Regions from separate parts of the Gasterosteus aculeatus genome. Here region 1 is linked to region 2. Evidence: chromatin contacts called from public Hi-C data. All regions are on one chromosome and are shown on one strand. Each heading gives the region's core, a stretch centred on a gene start, on an enhancer-like site or on the middle of the called end of the contact. The rest is flanking DNA. Distances are from core to core; before and after follow the strand shown.

Region 1 (5,919 bases), core at 2,875-5,374, 47 kb after region 2:
AAAGTTTTGGTGACAGCGAGCCAGATAGTCAACCAGGCAGTCTGGGTAGGGCACAGAGACAGAGGCCAGGCAGAGGCGATAAGGAGGCCCAGCACCCATGGGATTGAGGCCCGATAAGAGCCCGGAGCTGTCGCTGGATGACTTTATCTTACAACACCCGCTGGGAGGTGGAGGCATTGCTGGGGCTGGAGTTTGGCCAGGGGAGCAAGATGGGTTCAGGGTTGGAGCCAGAACACAAACTGAAGCTCAAACGGCCACCCGGGTGGGGGCTTCCGGGTAGGAGGGCTGCGAGGCAACACTGGGTCCCGCCACCACCCCCCGGCAACCTGTCAGACTTGGACCACCACCTAATTTATTACGACGAGGAGAGACTGAGAAAAGAAGAATCACATGAGTGGAAGAGCGAGCCAGACAGTGCTCTGCACAAAGGCTCCAATTCTGCTTTCTCACTGGTAGCGACAGCTTAGTAAACCAGCTCACAGAATAGGCTCTCGGTTAATTAAATTCCAGCTTATAAGTGGTGCTTTGGAAAAGAATGTGGGGAGAAGAATAGAAGGTGGGGGTTATAGCACATTTCAGCATGCGACAACAATCCTGGCCTAACACCCTTGTTGCTCTCTTACGGCCCCAAGTTCTTGCATTTTGTAAACAGCACTCGGCCCCGTTAGCCACTAAATTGATATCATGTCAGAGGTTAGTCAAGGTGTATACCTGATCAGAGAAATGCCCCGGGTTAACCTGCAGCAGGAACAGTGCTATAACAAGAAAAACAAAAGGAACTAGTTTGACAGAAACGCCCATGTCTTCTGTCAATCTAAAGTTCCTTTTGGTCATCGGGTAAAAAAAACAAGCAAACTTCCCGCATTGTCGCATTCATCAGAATCTGTCCTCCATACAGCTGATCCCGTAGGACCAGCTCCCTACATAGGCAGGCACCACCGTGGACAGCCAACAGTTTGTCCTCCCATCGTGACAGCTCTCCCGTGAAGGGGCTGTTATATCAAGGCGCACAGACAGAGGCAAACAAGCAGATACAAAACGGTATATGCAAATAGGGGAAAGGGGGGTTGCTACCGCTGCTGCGGCCAGGGGAAAAAATTGTACACTACGCCATGTATTTCTGCAACAACCGCTATGGAAAGCTTGGACTGAATACTTTCAATCCATCCAACTATTCCGTTCTTCATAGAAACAAGCAAACTCCACTTTCTTCTACTGGCTTACTGCCGCACCTGCACTTTCCTGCAAGACTGCATCTCTCGATGTTATATGGGCTGTCTCCTTCTGCCAAGAGAAAATATAGCAATTTGAAGCAGCCTGTTGGCTGGCAGATTGTAAAGAGAAATACAAAAAATAAAAGCCCCCACAGCAGGTGTCACCTCAGGGAGATGAACAACTGCAACGCAAGGGGATTTCAAAGGGGGCCTGTCAATCAGCCAGAATGACCTTGAGGGAGCTACACATAGTGGGAACTTAACAAGGTGGCCAGGCACACACGCCACTGATGCAGTCGTCATACACAAGGGTGGTGTCGGCTTTCTTCCGCCATGAAAACAGCTGTGTAGACATGCACAAAACCAAAGGGGGGCGAGCGAGAGATATGCAGCTGTTGCAAAGGTTTACCTTCATTACTCGGCGGGTAATTTATCTTTTATCTTACATCTCCTTGCTGCCTTGAAATGACAATTGCTTTTGATGAGAAAGTATAACTAACTGAGAAGTATTTCTTTGTAACACCCTGAGGAGGATTTCTTTGGAGTGAAATGTATTTTCTTCTCCGCTCTTTAGGCCGACGGGTGGCGCACAGCTTTGCGTAGCGTATTAGAGCAGGGCAGAGAAAACGCAAAGAATAGAAAGAATGGAGTAAGCAAGATACTTTTTTAATACTGTCAAAAAATGGATACAAGAGTATAATAATATTTAGTGCCCGGGAGATGCCAATGAGGGCCATGGATGAAAAAGAAAACAAGCCTGCTTCCTGACACGGAGTGAAAACTGAACTCCAACACACGCAATTCACAATATCTAATATAGCAACAGATTCTTTCAGAGTTTTTTTTCCAAGGATTCCCTTTTTGTGTTAACATAGTTTGGAGAGTTGTCCAATATATTAGCATTAGTGGCAATCACTGCAAAATGTAACCATCCCATCAGAGAATAAGAAAGTCTGTTTTTTGTATATGTATTGCCCAACTTATTAGACAACTTATGTCTTAAGTCTCAGACATTTCTTTCAGATCAAAAAAGGACAATACTATTAACTCACACTTAGTCTTTAGTGGCTTAACTTAAACGTCGTGTTTGAACGTGCCCTGTCTTGCTCTGCTGTGTCACGGATAAAACCAACAAAACGTCCTTCTGTATTTTGTTCATCACCCTATTGGGGAACAAGAAAACATTTTCCAACCGGTTTAGCAACATTCTAAAAAAAGGAGCCTACTCCTCCACAGGCACGCGAGCGAAAACCGGCGGACGGCCCGCACGTCTGGGTGGTTCATCCAGCGCGGTGTCTCCCGCACGCCTTTCTGTCTGTCCCCGTCACGGAGTCCGGTTCCCGACACCCCACGCAGCTCGGGGACGGTCTGCCGGGGGCCTGTGGCGCTCTCTAGTGTCCCCGGCTCAGTTACATAAAGCATAGGTCCAACCTTCCGCTTGGACCAGCTTATGTTATTGACACGACCGGTGATTAAGATCGTGTCTTAAAAAAAAGCAACGTCTTTTTTTATTTGTATTGGTGGAGCACGCTTGACTGGCGAGAAACGCGACGACTGCTGCGGCAAGGGACGGGAATAATAAACGGTGCACGGAGAAGAAAGGAAAACAACCCGAAACGGTGCTCGTTTTAACGGGGACAACAAAAGTTACGACGGTTAAAATCCTGCGCGTGCAACTCGCCCTCCCGGCAGCAACTCGCTGGCCATTGTTCGGGCGACGAGCAGCAGACACATTCCTGCGTGCTTTTTAAGCTCGGCCGCTGGGCAACAACTTAATACCCGCTGTCCGAGCAATATTGTAGAAAAGCGAAACATTTTTGTGTGTGTCTGAAATGCGAGCCGGGTGTTAATTTTGGAGACGTAACTTAAGTTAACGCCGCCGCGTTGGTTCCCCTCAAAGAGTTCAACGGAATGCAGACACCCGGGGCTCGCTAGCTTAAAATGTGGCTAACGCGAGCTAAATAGCCGTGGAACATGTGGAATCAGGCCCCCCGCTCTAAAACCAAGTGAGCTACGTAATTAAATAAACGTAAAACAGCGCATTCAAAACCGCTCTGGGGTTCGCTTTTTGTTGTCAACGCGTTGACGTTGATAGACGGTCACTTATATATAAGTGCGTGAGGGAAAGTTTTTCGCGTTGTCCGACACGAAAGTCGAGAGCGGAGCAACAACTCCGTGGAAGCCGAACGCTGGAGCGACACAACTCTTTAAATCCACGTCTCGTTGCGGTCTATCGCAGCGACTATCGGCTCCCTTTGCCGTTTCGGACGTGAGGTCGTACTGGGGGAAGTTATTGTGCAACGTCGGTGCAACCGTAGAACCCCCCCCTCACACACCGCTAAATACTCCACGCTTACCTTCGTCGAGAAGCCTCTCCAGGTGTGTGAAGATGCCGCAGAGATTTGGCAAACTGGTCATTAGCTTCTTCTCGTTTAACAATTGCATCAAATAGTCGGGACTCGGCCTCGGTCGCTCCTTCACTTCGACCTCTCCGACCATCATCTTTGCGGCGAGAGCGGAGAACAAACCGCCGTGAAACACAGAATCCTCTTTTTGGAAAAGGAGAAGAAAAAAAACGAAAAAGAATAACAAAAACTCGTGGCTCCAGTCCTTCGCTTCCCTCCTCCTTGAGATGAGAATACTCTGTAAACCCCCCCTTAAAATTCAGGTTTGGTTTGTTCTTGTTGTTTCGAGCGGAGAGGGGACGAAAAAAGAAACCGTTATCTTCCTTCCAGAGACTCGAGCGCAGTCTGCGCTCGGGGACGTTCGATTCTACCACTGTGGGCGCGAGAGACTGATCCACCGGAAAGGTTGCATCCTCCTCGACGCCTATTGGCCAGCGGGGCTTACGGTGACTAATGGCGGAACCAATGAGCGCTCGTATCGGAGCCAGCGGGGTGACGTAGGGTGACTGGTGGAATGATGAACAGATATTTGGGCCAATCGAGAGCAGTGCGCAGGAATGCATGCAATGCCCCTCAAGTGTTTTCAACAGAGAATAGCACAAATGTCTCCTTTTCACGTCACGTATAACAAGATTAAATCAATTGTAAATGTCTCCAACAATGATCTTTTTTATGAATTCATAGAATGGCGCTGTCTCCAACGGTCTCATGACGCAAAAAAAGCAGTCCATGACAAAACTGAAAAGAGTGAAAAGTGAAAAGCAAAGTAAATACTTACTAAAGTACAGAGTTAGGACTATTTTTCTCTTCTATTTACTTCTTTGGAATAATTGTCAACAGTCACAGGCCTTTTTCCATTCATATATATGGTCCAACAAAATAACTTTTTTTTTACCAGTTCCAACTAGTTTTGTGAAGCTTCCCTTTCACCCTCCTATATTTAACACTTGAAGGCACAGAACCCCCATTTTTCACATTGTTTTTCAAAGATGCAATTATATGGTTTAGCAATGACGTGTATGGGTCTAATAATCTGGTATGAACCAGTGATCTGGTTCGAAGAGTCACACGTGGGTTGAACGCGTATCCAATCCCCCCCCCTTTGACATAATCTGTGTGTGTGTGTGTGTGTGTGTGTGTGTGTGTGTGTGTATTTGTGTGACAAAGGTATACCTGCCAAGACCAACGAAATCAGACTTTGACTTGCCATGTGTATGCTTCACATTTGAGTGCCAAAAAAAATGAAAACAAAAAATCCTGCGCAATATTTTACCAGATACCCTTTGTTACTCAAGACTTGTACATCTTGTTATCTGTCTTGGGACTGATTGATCAACGTTCCAGTAATCAATAGGGCCTTTTCATTGTCCTGTCCTTGAGAGGACCTCTCTACGTATCCTCTCAAGATTAAAGTCCCTGATCAATGGTACAAACACAACCAAGCTACCTCCTCTCACATCCTGCGTAATGTGAAAATAAACCACAACTGGTCAGTTTTTATTTTAACAGCTGTTGGACGAGGAGGGGCCCGGCTCAATCTGAGCCCTGACCTTGGCCACCATTCAATTTGTCCACTTACTGCTCACCCACTCGTGTCTTTGTAAAAGTACTCCCCACCCTGGGTGCATGAATGCTCAAACAGCTGCACTATGACCTTCTGGCGGCAGTTTGTCGCCACTGCGTTAGCAGAGAGAATAGTAAATTAAATCCAAGCTCTCAGTATTTGTGCAGTACCTCCAATAAATTGTTTGACGAACAATAGATCTGACGATATCTTGTGAGTAAGTTTGAATTAACTGAAGTTATATGTTTGTATCATTTATCATTTTAAGTGACAAATGACCCCCAATCAAATCCCATATACAGATTGACAACTGGCTTGCTCTAACAAAAATATCACAAAAAAACATTTTCAATCAGTCTTCCGGTCCCAGGTAATACCATTAGACTCCACGAGCAAAGCAGGAAGACGGTCGCCCTAACATCCTGCTGGACACAGCAGTCCTGCTTCCGGTCAGCGTATATCTGCTATGCTTTTGCTGTATTTATGGCTTTGGTTGAGTCTCAGACTGTTGAATTCTGTCTGTAGCTGTACTTCAACGTGATGTTGTCAACACCTGAAGTATACCACCACCGTCACATCCATTGTCTTCATCGGGCATCTGGTGTTTGCGATTGTCCCAATTTCAACCAGAGAGCCAAACAGAGGTTTTTGCATAATGGCTTGTTAGTGGCACCTTCACCAATTTAACAAGACATGTGATATTAGTCCCCGCATCCAAATGGTCTGCAATATCAGC
Region 2 (5,670 bases), core at 1,084-3,583:
AAGTGTCAATTCATTCTGTTAATAATATGGTCATGTACTCACTGTACTTTGTATCTAAATGAAAACCCCCAGGATCAGTTGTCCAAAATCAACCAGTTTGTAGTTATGAAAATCGTAAATTTGACACAAAACGTGATTTTGACGTGCGTGTGAAAAAAACAACAACAATCAAGTCGGTAGTTTTTGGGAAGAGGGACAAAATTACTTGCTTGACAAAACTGAGATATGAGGTAAGGAAAGACTGGACAAAATAAGACCATAACTTTACCAGATGATGGGGCAGCTCCATGATGCGCTATCAAAGCTAAACACGATTGTTGCCTTTGTTCTGTTATTGTCACTGTATGGAGAGCTGTACAAACACCATCCAGTCTGCCCGAAATGCCTCTTTGCTGGCCAGCCTTCCATAGCACAGAGGCCTCTTTTCTACCCCCAACAACACTACTGGCTTCTTAGATGCTCCTCGGGAAGCCCCCCAGAACAGTGTATCCCTGCGGTACAATTGCAAAATGCAGAACCGCACATTATGACATCTTCAATGCCGCTGCAGTGCTGTGGCTGTTTGTGTGTGTTCTATGATGAGGGATCTGCAGACCTGTGTGGGTTAAATGGGTGTCGTCAACCATCGAACTCTGCTTCGGTGGAAAACTGTCTGGTTAGAGGAGAGCGACACAAAGTGGAGGGCAGTGAAAGGGGAAGAGCACAGGTGCGGCTGCCAGGATGAGGCGGGTGGTGCCGTGCGTGTGAAGCGTGTGAATCCCCACCGGAGTGGGGATGATGTAGCGCCATCTCAAAACAGTTTTTCAACTAAAGCCTCCCCTGAAACCCAGGCGGATTGTCTTCCACGTGAAACCGAGCCGAGAGATAATGCAGGTGACACAGCTGGAGTGGAGTTGGACCGACTCAAGTCACGGCGCCCTGGGCGGACTGGGCCGGCTTCCTGCCGCAGAACCACCGCTTAGATAAATGTTTGATGAACAGCGCCACTTCAAGGTGCCGCCACAATTAACTTGACTTCTTGGTCAGTATGCAACACCCACACTTAAACATTCACTCAGATGTAGCCGTGTGTGTGTGTGTGTGTGTGTGTGTATGTGTGTGTATGTGTGTGTGTGCGCGCGCGCGCGCGTGCGTATAAGGGAGCACGCTGCATGTGTGTGTTTGGATGTGTGTCACTGATGATCTATCTGCTGGAATTCCCAGGAGAGAACTCGCTGCGAAATTATGAAATGACAAGGGATGAGGAAAATAAGTTTTCCTTTATCATCCCAAACACGGACACATGCATGTGTGCGCATCAAGCACACATACCGACACGCTCCTGTCCATCAGCGGAAAAGCCACTCAATAAAGCTGCTCTATCCACAGGAATCAGATTCAATCAATGAGTCCTATTTGTGAAATCAGCAGAGCGGTAAAAGCTATCAGGGAGGAGCAAGTCGGAGAGAAGAGAGGGAGATGGGGAGAGGAGTAGGGAGGGAGGAAAAGGAGGATGAGCTGCAATAGGTGAGCAGTGTCCCTCTGTCGCGATATGCAATGTATTGACTTATCGCACAATATAGGTGGTGCGATATTAATTTTACATATAAACGAACGTCAAACATTTTAGTCGATCGCGCCGTCTTGTCTGATTTCAGTGTCAGGTTTAGGCAGCATCTCCACACGCAGAGCGGACACCATTAATGTCTAACTATTCTGACGAATAAAACGTTCTTTGTTCTTTGAAAGAGCGTACTGGTATTACTATGCTATTATATTCTCATTATGGTCTGAAAATTGCAATAATATACCAATATATGTTGGTGCAATAATCGCACAACAAGAATTTGATATCGTCAGAAGCTGACGACTAAAGCTGATCGTTATAGAGAGCGGAGCTCGCGCACAACGCGCTGTGTGCACGTAGAGAACAACCCGGAGCAGCGCATGGGCGTATATCTGAGTCTATGGGGGCAGCACCCTCATTCTCACAACACCCCAGACTCAGGGCCCTTTCCTATCCATCTCACCCAGAGATAAACAACAGGCGTCTGGATTAGCCCGGGGGTAAATTTGCTCATGTCTACGGCTGCGACTGAGGGGAGTAGTATTTTTCTGCTCATTCTCTGGCAAGAGTCCCTGTCTATGCAGCTCAGCTCAACTAGCCGCTCGGCGAGATAAAACGATGAGCGGGGAGACTGATAGAATGAGTGGTGGAACAAAATAGTACTACGAGGAGAAAAGCGGGGGGGGGGGGGGGGGGGGGGGGGGCTGCCGACTAAGTCCAAGAGGAAGTGTGAATGCATCTTTGAGTCGGTGGAGAGATTATGCAAGAAGAAGAAAGTGATAGCGGGTGAATATGAGACAAGACTGAGCGCGCAGAGAAAAACAATTTGCCTGCACCCGCGAGAGCTGACACTGGCTGAGGCCTGCTTTCCTTCTTTGGCCTCACTGCCAGTCATCACAGACAGGCGTATGTGTGGATACACACACACCGCCCCCCCTTTAGACCCTAGCAGGTGAAAGGGTCAGGCTCCATCCAAACTACTCCAATTACCTCAGCAGTAAACACAGTCTGCCCCTGCTGCCTCTTGGGATACGAAGAGGCAGAATATGTACAACTCAGAACGAGAAGGAAAAAAATGGCGCACGGCGGAGGAGGTGGAATTGGGAGCCTCGTGGAGGGAGGAGGAGACTACTTCATGTAGCGGGGTGGAACTGGTGGTGGCAGCAGCTGGTTTTTCTCCGATTCCCTTCTTTCGCCTCCTTTTTGGTTCCTTCCTAAACCCCAACATCTGGAGGAAAATGATTACTCTCGCCATGGTGCCAAGACGACTTATCAACAATTCCACACTCTACAGAAGCGAGGGGTTACAGAAGAGGATGGCACGGGGAGTCGTGGCGAGCTTCAAAACTTTGCCACGCTGCATAAATAAGCGACAAGAAATTTAAATCAATTCAAGCCAGCTGAAGCCAACTTGGAAGTCAGATTGGGGTGACAACGGATCATGCAGACAACTGGCAGCAGGTCAACTACAAGACCATCAATTAAACAACCATCTCAGAAAAAAAAGGCGGCACGCACGCGCACGCACGCACGCACACGCACCGGGAAACCCTGTATATATACACACACACACTACAGATACATCGTTTTCATGGAAAACCATGCATCAAATAAATACCAAAGGGGAGAAAACACACTAGATATTTACACAACACAAACAAAACCCTTTTGGACTATGTATCAATCAAGTACAGGAGAATAAACACGACACAAACAGATAACCTTTTCCCTTTTCCCTTTAATAAAAACCACGAGAAAGTAGTGGAGTAAGTGCTGCATGTCCTTCCTCAAATTCACTGCTGCACTTTCAAAGGCAATTTTCTTTCCTCCGGCTTGCTCTTCGGCTTTTGTGAACATATCTGCCAAGGGAATCAGGCCTCAACTGTATTTTCCTCTTCCCCAAAGACTAACAACGCAATCTCCTGCAACTCTCCTCTCAGACGGTCTTTTACCTTCACCACATCCCGGCAAAGCTGCTTTATTTCTCCTTTCCCAGACAGCTCTGTTGTCAGTGTACGTCATTAGTCATGCTAAACCACCAACACGCTAGCTCATTAGCATAGAAGTGAACCCGACTCCAGTCAGATTATTACAAACTCATCACGGCTGCTCCGCCCCATTACTGTCAATCACGCAGCGTACCGAAATACAGTAGAAAGTCAGGAACTAACTCTTCTGTTGGTACTTAATCTGCTGCATCATAACAAAGCTCATAACTGCAATGGCCTCAGAGTAAAAGTGCTCAGTCGTGTGTGCGCGTCAGCTGGTACTATAAACGTTACACATTTAATTGGTGGAGCCTGGTTTGCTTCCACAGCTCCATTACATGCAAAGTAAGCATGGGCACCAGCTCCTGGATCTGTAACCGCCTTGTGGGGTGATGACAGGGATGAAGGGGGCAGCCTTGGTTCTCTGTGGTAGTCCCATCAGTATCAACTGACAGGCATAGAATCAGCGCCATGGACAGGAGAAAAAGAGGTTCTACCAGCTCAGTTCTCTCTCTCAAAGGGAAAGAAGAAAAAAAAAAAAAAGTCATCTGCCATCAAATGCATTTCTGGTAGCACAAGGGGAAAAGCTGTGCAGCAATTCTGAGGAATTTTGTTTATCCTTAAAATCTGGAATGGTATTGCATGCAACAGAACAGCATAAAGAGCGGATTAATCTTCATATAAATAAACTAGAAAAATACATACAGATTTAACAACAGGATTTAGTGCGATCATTAAAGCTCGTCGGCCTGCACCGGATTTGAAAATAAGATGAGCAGGAGGGATCATTCAGTCCATTCGTGTTGTACAGCCCAATAAACAGCTGCCCATTTCCCCTCGTCATGTGTTCCCTTCCGACTAATAACGTCCCCTGTGTCCTTCCCATCCAGACTCCAAATTTGTAATCACAAAGTCCACATTATTCATCTGCCTCCATTATTTTTCTCCCTCCGCTATTCCTCCTCTCTCCTCCGTTTGTACCTCATTCCACCGGGCTGCCAGACGGTGCATTGTTCTGTCACTGCGATCCCTTAATGCCATCCAATCGAGCAGGGAAAATCTTGAAGGGATTTGGCCAGGGATGATTTGGGGGCTTTAAATACTGTTGGGGGATTTGCATCGTTCGGAGATCCTGACTCCTACAACAGGGATCTAAGTACCTCCTGCAAGATGTGGATTCAAACCCTGGAATGGATCTATGGACATGTGCAGTCAACCCATGGACATCAATACTTCCTTTAATTATTCACATGCAAGGCTGATTATAGGACAAATCTGTAACTCTGGTTATTCACATGAAACCCAGCTTCTCTACAATGCAAGCAAATATGTCATCGAAAAGACAACTTTCATTAGGATTTTTCTGATGACCTAGATCAATGACAGAGCGTGAAGGCCAAGTTATTTCCCTACAATGCATCGTTGGATACGCTTTTTTTCGTTACATAATTGTGTTATAGATGCTGCACGCCTTGGCAGCAAAGAAAACCTAAAATAAAATCGGGACAAAAAAGATGGTGTCTTGTTGTGCACCGGTGAACAAAAGTTCCTCCACGTGGGGAAAAAAAGTGAAGTATTATATAGACATTCCTGCTAAAAAATAATAAAGTGTGAAAGCGGATTGACTGTGATTAACAACACAAATCAAATTCAGTCATTTCCCCCACCCCCCAAAAAACCAACCTCTCCACTCGCGACACAATGGAGGAGGCAAAGAAAGCCATCAGCCCAGAGTTGAGTTGTGGGACCGAGAGCATTAGAGTTTGAAATGACTTCGGCAACAGCTGGCAAAGCAAAGCATCACACACTGCAGGGGCTGAATTCGACGTGCGGCCTTCGGGCTCTCTAAACGCTGAGCTCTACACAATCCTATTTTCCTGCCTAAACACTGGGACACAAAGTCACTGGAGAGACGGAGATGAAAGCACTGTGTGTGTGTGTGTGTGTGTGTGTGTGTGTGTCTTCTCACTTTGCAGATGAAGCCTGGCCCTATAGCGGCACCTCTGGGGAAGTTCAGAAACTACAGTGGGTGGACGATGTATAAAGCAGAGTGTGTGAGACAGAGGAGCGGAGCGCAGGAGAGACAATGTGCGCAGGTCTCAGTCGGCGTAGGACCTTTGGAGATGCAACGCTCAC

The links. Hi-C and Micro-C count contacts between places; a contact is called where the count stands out from the background.
Region 1: a contact with region 2 is called in a Hi-C map of skeletal muscle, with 3 times the contacts expected there. The contact joins the promoter of qkia here to the enhancer-like site in region 2. A contact is called at or near these places in 3 of 6 Hi-C or Micro-C datasets (skeletal muscle and tail fin).

The regions. Positions count from the first base shown.
Region 1 is chr15:8,913,109-8,919,027 of fGasAcu3.hap1.1, forward strand. It overlaps qkia (QKI, KH domain containing, RNA binding a), which reads right to left and starts at 4,125. Exons shown (of 8, transcript XM_040200524.2): 1 at 3,572-4,125. The coding sequence starts at 3,716.
Region 2 is chr15:8,867,893-8,873,562 of fGasAcu3.hap1.1, forward strand. The region is part of intron 4 of qkia (QKI, KH domain containing, RNA binding a); the gene reads right to left. Among protein-coding and RNA genes, the nearest start is that of qkia, 47 kb to the right of the region's middle. Within about 2 kb of position 2,334, at least 5 of the 9 cell types and tissues checked have open chromatin away from gene starts, as enhancers often do.